Regions from separate parts of the Mus musculus genome. Here regions 1 and 2 are each linked to region 3. Evidence: chromatin contacts called from public Hi-C and Micro-C data. All regions are on one chromosome and are shown on one strand. The core of a region is the stretch at or near the end of the contact, and the rest is flanking DNA. Distances in the headings are between cores, read along the strand shown. Region 1 has its middle 18 kb from the start of Gm33662. Region 2 has its middle 24 kb from the start of Meox1. Region 3 holds the start of Dusp3 (dual specificity phosphatase 3 (vaccinia virus phosphatase VH1-related)).

The links. Hi-C and Micro-C count contacts between places; a contact is called where the count stands out from the background.
Region 1: a contact with region 3 is called in a Micro-C map of trophoblast stem cells, with 5 times the contacts expected there. The contact joins the enhancer-like site here to the promoter of Dusp3 in region 3. A contact is called at or near these places in 23 of 39 promoter capture datasets (the 3T3-L1 cell line, 3T3-L1-derived adipocytes, the C10 cell line and 13 more), 6 of 15 datasets of contacts at CTCF or cohesin (CD8 T cells, the G1E-ER4 cell line, the NIH/3T3 cell line and 2 more), 111 of 484 Hi-C or Micro-C datasets (2-cell-like embryonic stem cells, 8-cell embryo, the AML12 cell line and 62 more), 37 of 115 datasets of contacts at active chromatin or transcription factors (the 230-238 cell line, the HPC-7 cell line, the NIH/3T3 cell line and 23 more) and 6 of 9 other capture datasets (adipose tissue, embryonic stem cells, embryonic trunk and 3 more).
Region 2: a contact with region 3 is called in a Hi-C map of forebrain, with 2.2 times the contacts expected there. The contact joins the enhancer-like site here to the promoter of Dusp3 in region 3. A contact is called at or near these places in 1 of 484 Hi-C or Micro-C datasets (forebrain), 2 of 115 datasets of contacts at active chromatin or transcription factors (embryonic stem cells and pancreatic cancer cells) and 4 of 9 other capture datasets (adipose tissue, embryonic stem cells, liver and 1 more).

The regions. Positions count from the first base shown.
Region 1 is chr11:101,918,416-101,921,191 of GRCm38.p6, forward strand. No RefSeq gene overlaps it. Among named protein-coding and RNA genes, the nearest start is that of Gm33662, 18 kb to the right of the region's middle. Within about 2 kb of position 1,471, at least 28 of the 459 cell types and tissues checked have an H3K27ac peak or open chromatin away from gene starts, as enhancers often do. A contact at or near this core is called in bone marrow-derived macrophages, cerebellum, embryonic limb bud and 2 more, where this site is marked.
Region 2 is chr11:101,868,952-101,871,744 of GRCm38.p6, forward strand. No RefSeq gene overlaps it. Among named protein-coding and RNA genes, the nearest start is that of Meox1, 24 kb to the right of the region's middle. Within about 2 kb of position 1,365, at least 30 of the 459 cell types and tissues checked have an H3K27ac peak or open chromatin away from gene starts, as enhancers often do. A contact at or near this core is called in forebrain, where this site is marked.
Region 3 is chr11:101,983,407-101,986,156 of GRCm38.p6, forward strand. It overlaps Dusp3 (dual specificity phosphatase 3 (vaccinia virus phosphatase VH1-related)), which reads right to left and starts at 1,385. Exons shown (of 3, transcript NM_028207.3): 1 at 1,206-1,385. The coding sequence starts at 1,330.

The DNA.
Region 1 (2,776 bases), core at 221-2,720, 65 kb before region 3:
CGAAGGTGGGCTCTGACACCAGACTCAGGCAGGCATTTGGATTCGAGGTGTAGCTTTCTGTCTTAGTTAGGGTTTCATTGCTGTGAAGAGACACCATGACCAAGATAACTCTTATAAAGGAACACATTTAACTGGGGCTGGCTTACAGTTTCAGAGGTTCAGTCCATTATCCCCATGACAGGAAGCATGGCAGCGGGCAGGCAGACGTGGTACTAGAGGAGCCATGAGTTCTACCTCTTGATCCAAAGGCAGCAGAAATGGGGGACTGAGTTCCACACTGGTTGGAGCTTGAGCATAGGAGAGAGAACTCAGAGCCTGTCCCTACAGTGACACATGTCATCTAACAAGGCCACACTTACCCCAACAAGACCATACCTCCTAGTAGCACCACTCCCTGTGAGCTGGGAGGTGGTCACTGGCAGACACAGATGTCCCTGTCTGATTACTTGGGACTGGAGCCCAAGCCTCACTCAGACTCATTCGTTCACAGAGCTCATAGATGTTTCTGGAAGACTGGGAAGAGTGGATAAGGTCAAGAATGGGGAAGGCACTGGACAACTCAGATACTGTGTTGTGGTTGCTACTCAGAAGTTGTGGAGCAAAAGTGAGAGAGGCCAGGAGGTGGCCATGGCATGACAACCAGACCTACCAGATACCAGTGTGGTGAACCAGGAGAAAGGATGACTCAGGGAGAAATGACAGGATTAGGAGAATGAATGGAAGCAGTGTGTGAATCCCACTTTGCAGAGCTGGGAACTAAAGTCCAAAGAATTTGTGTGACCTAGGTGGCGCTGAGATGTATCCCTTGTCTACTTGGATCTCAGCCCACTTTCCTGCCACACTGCCCCCTCTTCCAAATGGGCTTTGGTCTCTCACTGGGTTGGACACCTAAAAATGGAGTCCTTGGCGCTCCTCAATGCAGGACTCTCCTCCTCAGCACTGCCATTTTAGACCAAATAATTCTCACCATGTGCATATGCATCTTGGTGGGCACCACATCTCTCTTTCCACGAGAGTCCTGGGTATCGAATGCAGGTCAGCAGTAAGAACCATGTTGTTGGTACCCAGATTTCTTTCATAAATAATTCCTGAAGAATGTGTTCTGTCATCTGTCTGGAAAGGCCTAGTAGTTTAGATGGGTGGTACTAGGGAGCGCTGAGCAAAATTCCAGTACCCTTCTGTTCTATCCGTGGGGTTCTCTGGCTGTGGCTTGGGTCTAAAAACACAGACCTCCAATGTCTTTGAGGTCCTGATTCTCTGTACTGGGGGTCAGGCCTGGTACCTGCACGTGCTAATGCCTGACACACAATATAGACAGTATCCAAGTTATATCCAAGTTATAGTCAAGATTTCTCCATCCTCCCTAAGAATTAATTCCACCATGCAGTTCCACATGTGTCCGCCAGGTGGCGATGGTCAACCATAGTTCTCACAAAGCAACCCTAAAGAGGGCTATGTGCCTTCTGTGGTAGTGGAATGTTCTAGAGAGCCAGTATTTTGCATCCTGGCTCCGTGTCGTGCATAGACTTCACACCAATGTGATTATCCCTCACTCTTTGTTGCTCTCTGTCGCCAAGCCTTTCAGCAGCCCAAAGCTGGGAGCTACCAACTAAATCAGTACTAAAGTACTGGTTACTACTGTGTCTGGAATCACTGAATTATCAGCACTGAAAGGGACTTTAGAAGGTTGGGCATTGTAAGTCTTAAACTAAAAACAAATAAACAAACAAAACAAAACAAAAAAAATGGTATGATCTTGGACAAGCTCTCTAACCTCTCTGCCTCAATGTCTTTGTCTAAAGTGGGATAAAAATGTCTTGCTTATGCAGTTGTTAAAGAGAACGTGCCTATAACAGATGTTTGCTACAAACTTGTGTCACTATTTAGTTTTACACAAGGGCAAGCAGAGGCTGGGCAAGGGCAAGTGGCTTGCCCAAGTCACACACACAGGGAGAGACTGCTGGATGAGAGCCTCATTTCCTGTTCCCTGACCCTCACCCTTCCACAGTGTGTGTGTGTGTGTGTGTGTGTGTGTGTGTGTGTGTGTGTGCACAAATGTTTGTGTGTGAGAGTGAGCATTTGTGTGGCGTCCAGAAGTCAACTTCAGGTGTTGTTCCTCAGAAGCCGTTAATCTTGGGTTGTTTGTTTGTTTGTTTGTTGTGTGTGTATGTGTATTTGAATGTGTGTGAGAGCATGCATATAAGTGTGAGGTCAGAGGACTTCAGATGTCCATCCTTGTCTCCCGTCTTGTCTCTCTTCTTTACCCTGAGATACCTCCATTCCCCACCCCGCTTCAGGAGTGGCCTCTGAGTCCACACTCGGTAGTCAGGCCAGTACAACACCTCTGTGCACTGAGCCATCCCCTCAGCCTCTGCCTTGATTTTGAGATGGGAGTGTTCACTGGGACCTGATCTCACTAGTTAGGCTCAGCTGACTGGCCAGTGAACCCCAGGAATCTACCATGTCGTCCAGGCAAGCATTTGTTGGCTGAAACTATGTCTCAGCCCTTCTCCTGTTCAATGTTCTAGTCTTGGTTTTGTTCCCGTATAAGGGAAAATCAAAATTCTAGAAGACAAGGACAAATGGCTTTTACTGCAGTGAGCTCTCCCTGAGGGCAGGAAGAGCCTACTGCTGGCCTGGCCTCAGAGGTCCTAATGAGAGCCTTTCACTGGCTCTGGGGGTGAGGGTAAAGGTCTACCCTGAGCCATGGTCTTTGCCTCTAGGCAGCCAGATGGGGTCAGGCTGGAACATCAGAAGAGCAGCTAGTCCAGCGTCA
Region 2 (2,793 bases), core at 115-2,614, 110 kb before region 3:
TATTGATTATATGTAAGTACACTGTAGCTGTCTTCAGACACTCCAGAAGAGGGAGTCAGATCTTGTTGGGGATGGTTGTGAGCCACCATGTGGTTGCTGGGATTTGAACTCTGGACCTTCGGAAGAGCAGTCGGGTGCTCTTACCCACTGAGCCATCTCGCCAGCCCCCGAGATGGAGACTCTTGTACAAGCTGCTGGACTCTGTACTCCAGGCTAGCTGGCTTGCAAGCTTCCCGCTGACTTTCCGATCTCTGCCTCCCGTCTTGCCACAGGAGTGCTGGCATCACAGATATTTGCCACCATGTCTGGCTTTTTATTAAAAGGAGATTTATTTCATTCTATTTTAAATAGTTATCGTTAGGAGTAGTAAAACTATGGAAACTTGAAATTTTTTTATTTTATATGTATGGATGTTTTACTTACATAAATGTCTGTGTACCACATGCATGCCCATGGATTCCCTGAAACTGGAGTCACAGATGATTGTGAGCCACCACGTAGGTGCTGGGAATCGAACCTGGGTCCTTCAGAGGAACAGCCAGTGCTCTCAATGATGAGCCACCTCTCCAGCCCCTACATTGACTTTTCTGGGAAGCAATTTTCTTTTCTCCTCTTAGAGACCTCAAGTCCCTTTGTTAACCCATTTGCTCTGGACCCTCCTTGCTACAGTTTCACTGTTTTTCTGGACAATTTGGTTGTCAGAGCTGGTGAAGTCTTGGCTGCCTGTATCCTCTGAGATCCGGCTAGAGGCCAGGCCCTTGCAGTACAGAGTCATGGGACGTCTTGGTTCAGAAGAGGAAGGAAAGCTTGGGACACTTCACGGCAGAAAGAGGAGAAGCCGAGATTCAACAGGATCTGATTGACCCTAAAGCCACTGTATCTTTTTTTTTTTTTTTCTCTCCTGTGTGATCCTGCCATCTGGGTTCTTCATGGGAGAAACTCACTCCTGGGAGAGAATTCTGACTCCCCGGGGTCAGGAAAATCTGATGGCTACACACAGGCAGAGCAGAGAGGGTTTGCTCAAAAGACCCAGTCTTCAGGTAGCCAGGAGAGAAGAGAAGAACGAAGGAACGTAAGAGAAACATTCAAACCTCAAAAACTGGAGGTGGGGTGGAGTGGAAGGCGTGGACCCGGCTTCGGGTTTAGTCTGTTGGTTCACGGTTTTGTAGAGCCATGTGGCTCTCAGAGAGGCCTGCACTGAGCTGAAGGGACCGAGCCGGAAGCACCGTTTAGACACACAGACTTGAGCTTGTGCAATTCCTTCCTACTCTCAGCATCTTGGTTTCCTAGCCTGAGATTACCAGTCTCAACAGGAACCCCACCCCCACCTCGGCTGGCTGCCACGGAGAACTCATTTGCCTCTTGGCACTCACAGCATCCTGGGTGGCAGCGGCAGCGGCAGTGGCAGAAGTCCCCGCAGCTGCCAGTCCTTGGACCTTTCCTTATTATTGAGAGTCTTTCATCCCCCCTCCCGGAAGGATCGGCCACGTGGAAACTGAGACTGACCCTTTAGGGTTGAGTCTGGAGCGTGCTTGTTGATAGCTCCCTTTCTTCTGGTCCTTTGGGGAGAGTGGGTCTACACGGGCAGCTCAGCAGCCAGCTGTGGCCCAGATGTGGAGACCTGGCTGACCACAAAGAGGGTAGGGGGGTGGGTGGGAAGATCTCCCCACTTCCTCCCTTGAAGATAAATGGTTCAGGGGCCACTGGAGGCGCCAAAGGCCACAGCTGCCCCAGGAGCTTTTCCAAGATAGGAGCTTTGCTCCATCCCTGAGAACAGTCCCTACCTTGTGAGATGGATGGCTCAGAAGACAGAATGAGGGGACTAGGTGCTAAGTTGGGGGCCACCCCATCCTCTCATGCTATGGCTCTCTAGATAATCTTGTATAGGTCCCAGTTCCTGTGGGTCCTCAGCTGGGTCTATACTTAGGCAGGGATGCTAAAAGTGGTTGTTATCTTGCTATTTATTTATCTATTTGCAGTCTCATGCATGAGTGTGGGGTGTACATATACCACTGCTTGTGTGTGGCACGCATGTGGCCGTCAGAGAACCATTTCAAGGGTTGGTCCTTGTTTGAGACAGAGTATCTTTGTTGTTTGCCACTGACTACTCCCAGGAACTGGCCCAGGAGCTTCCAGAGATTCTCTTGTCTCTGCCTCCAACCTCACCATAGAGGCGCTGGGATCATAGACTATGCTACTCTACCCAGACTTACACGGAATCTGGGGACTCAAAGTCAGGTCCTCCGGCTTGCCTAGAGGCCGCCTCCTCACCCCCTTGGTCTACATTTTGTTCTTTCCGCCCAACATTTTGAACCAAATGAGCTCAGAAAATAGCCATACAATGCACATGCCTGTCCATGCACACATACAGGCATCCACTCACACATGTGTGTACGAACATGCACATGCACATATACCTACCAGGAACAGATCTGAGCTTCCCTCCAGCCCCCTCAAGAGAGGAGGGAAGGAAACAGAGTGCCATATATCACTTCTTTCCAAACAAGCAATCTCCTTTTTTTTGCCTAGAGTGGGGTGGGGGTGGTCGGCAGCCATGACTGGCTTCGGGAAGGAGCCCCTCTGGCCCATATTTCACAGACACCCCAGACAGAGCTGCTGTCAAGAGCACTGTCTAATTTCCTCCTGACTGCTGGCCCAGATCCCCCCACAAAGAAGGGCATTGTATCTCCTCCACGCCCTGGGCATCTGCTCTGCAGAGATCCGCTGGGGGACTCAGGGAGGGGATTTGGGAGAATAAAGGCACCGCATCCTGTGCCACAACCTCAGAAAGGG
Region 3 (2,750 bases), core at 135-2,634:
TCCCTAAGACTATGCAGCGACTGAGCTGGAGGCTGACCCTGTGAGTCTGTTTAGCCACTTGCTCAGGAGCAAGAATGCACAGCCACGTTGACAGAATGCTGAAGAGCGCGTCCATATATCTCAGCTCTCTACCACCAATCCAACCGTCAGCAAATGCACCATGATGACCACCACCGTTCTGAAGAGTGAACACCATATGGTGTTTGACACATAGTAGGTGCTCCGTATGGAAATAAGCGATGCAGTACATGCAACCTGCCCCCAAGTGTCTGAGACTAATCATGTGAAACCCCTCTGGCTCTGCTGCAGGCTAGGCAGCAGGTCCTAGGTGCAGGACAGGAAACACACATGTAAGACATTGAAAGATCCTTACAGCCCCTCAGCCATCCCGGCCATCGCTTCCTAGTGTGCAAAAACAGAGCTTAGGACTTTAATAAATGGGGTCTTCACATTCATGAAAACCCAACGTGGATCTTCCTGCAATGTGGATCATGCCAACTTTTATCTTGGTGTTAATATTGGTTCTCTCCCACTGCTGAGAAATTCTTATTAATAACATGACTAAAGTTTTCTTTTTAAAATAAGAACACATACGAGCTCAATAATATACACATTTCCTAGTGGTGCAATTAGGAGGAATTTTCAGATGGCTCGGGTCTTTATCATTTTGTTTTTTTCCATCTAAGTCAAACTTTATCTGGAGAAGCCAGGAAAGCCTTGGCTCAGCTACTTCCTCTTCTAGGGTATTTTAGGGTATTTGGATTTCCTGACACGGACAGGAAAAGCTCCACACCCAGATTGTAACGTCATCCCGTTGCCATGGCAACGAAGGCAGACATTCCACGGTGACCTCACTGCAGAACTAGGCAGCTGTCACATGACGCGCGGCCAAGAGACAGCCCTGCCACCTGTTAAGAGAACGTGGTAGCCTTGACCCCGCCCAAGCCCAAGCCAGAGCTGGTAGAGGCTGAGGTCAGGCACTTTGGGGGTTGGGGGGCGTCTCTGGGCATGCGGAGTCCAGCTCCTCCGCTTCATGCGCGGGGAGTAGGCGTCGACTCCAGGCTGGTCCCCAGCACCCGCTCTTGCTCTCAGGTCGGCGACCGCGCCCAGGATCCACCCCCCCCCCATGGACCCCACTCCAGCCCCCAAGTAGTAGTCGGGGCCCGCTGGGAGCGGCTACGGGTTTGGCCCTCCCAGAGACTCACGCGTTGCCCACGTAGACCCTCGGGACGACCTCGTTGCAGGGCTGGCTCGGCAGGCTGTAGCAGCCGCTGCCATCCGAGAGCAGGTCGTTGAGATCTTGCACCGAGAGTTCGAACGAGCTGGACATGGCGGCGGCGGGGCGCTGCACGCCAGGGCAGGAGCGAACGAGGGGGAGAAGCCGGGTCAGCGGGGCGGGGCTGCCCAACCGGGAGCCGCCCCGTCCCGCCCCGGAGGCGGGCCCACTGGGTGCGGGAAGCTGCGGTCACGCTAGGCAGCGCAGAGGACACGCGCGACTGGCCAAGCGCCGCAGGACCCCGGGGCACGTTCCTGGCCGAGATGCCATCACTCCCGTGTCATCCGTACTCATTCACCCTGGCTAAGGCAGTGGAGCGCAGGCACTTCATTTACTGAACCCAATGCGGGACGCCTGGGTACACCTGGAGTCGCTCTTTCAGGATAATGGGTACCCCTGGGGTTTGCTGTGAACCCTTCTCGCTGCACACCAGCAGAGTGGGCATCCATTCATTCACCCCAAACACACACGTCAGAACACATCTTCCCAGCCCACGACTGCTGAACCAACAACCTGCCTACCCAGGAGATGGATCCTTACCCAAGGTTACAGGAAAGAGCCCTATTCTGGAACACTTCTTTTAATGTTTGATGTGAATCAGCATTGAACTTTTTAAAGGCTGAAGGTATAGGTCGCCAGGTTTGGCATCTGACCCTGGGGGACTACTTTAACCTTAGCCTGTGTGCTGGCGACTAAAAGGGAGGAAAGCAGTTTGAACAGCTATAATTTTGTGAGACCCGAAGTGTCTACGAATCTGTAACTTTTGAGTGTAAACACAATATAAATGGAGAATTCTCACACCTGACCTGTGACAGTCAAAACACAGGCACACTAAAAATTACTGTACAAAACTGTATTCAGGATATATTTATATGTGACGCATTAATGGATTTCATGTTTAGACTTGGATCCACTCACTACATATAGTATATATATTATATCGTAAAGTCTCAAACATTTCTGTCCCAAGCACTTCAGTAAAGAATATGCAACATCTAACTCCTAAGAATTGCTGGAGGGCTGGCAAGATGGCTCAGAGGGTTAAGAGCACTGACTGCTCTTCCGAAGGTCCTGGGTTCAAATCCCAGCAACCACATGGTGGCTCACAACCACCCGTAATGAGATCTGACGCCCTCTTCTGGTGCGTCTGAAGACAGCTATAGTGTACTTATGTATAATAATAAATCTTTGGGCCAGAGCGAGTGGAGTTGACCTAAGTGAGCGGGTCATCTGTACAGCTATAGTGTACTCACATACTTAAAGTAAATAAATCTTTTTTTTAAAAATTTGCTGGAAAGATTCCAGAAACATTCAAGGGGTTGCGGAGGTTCCTGGGCTGGCAAGGTGCCCAGCATGCACAAAAACCTTAGTTCAGTTCCCAGCGCGGAACATACAGGCGTAGCGGTTGCAGAAGCAATTGACAGATGTTGAGCACTCACTGGGGGCCTGCGCCCTGGGCTGTGGGCTCTGGGCT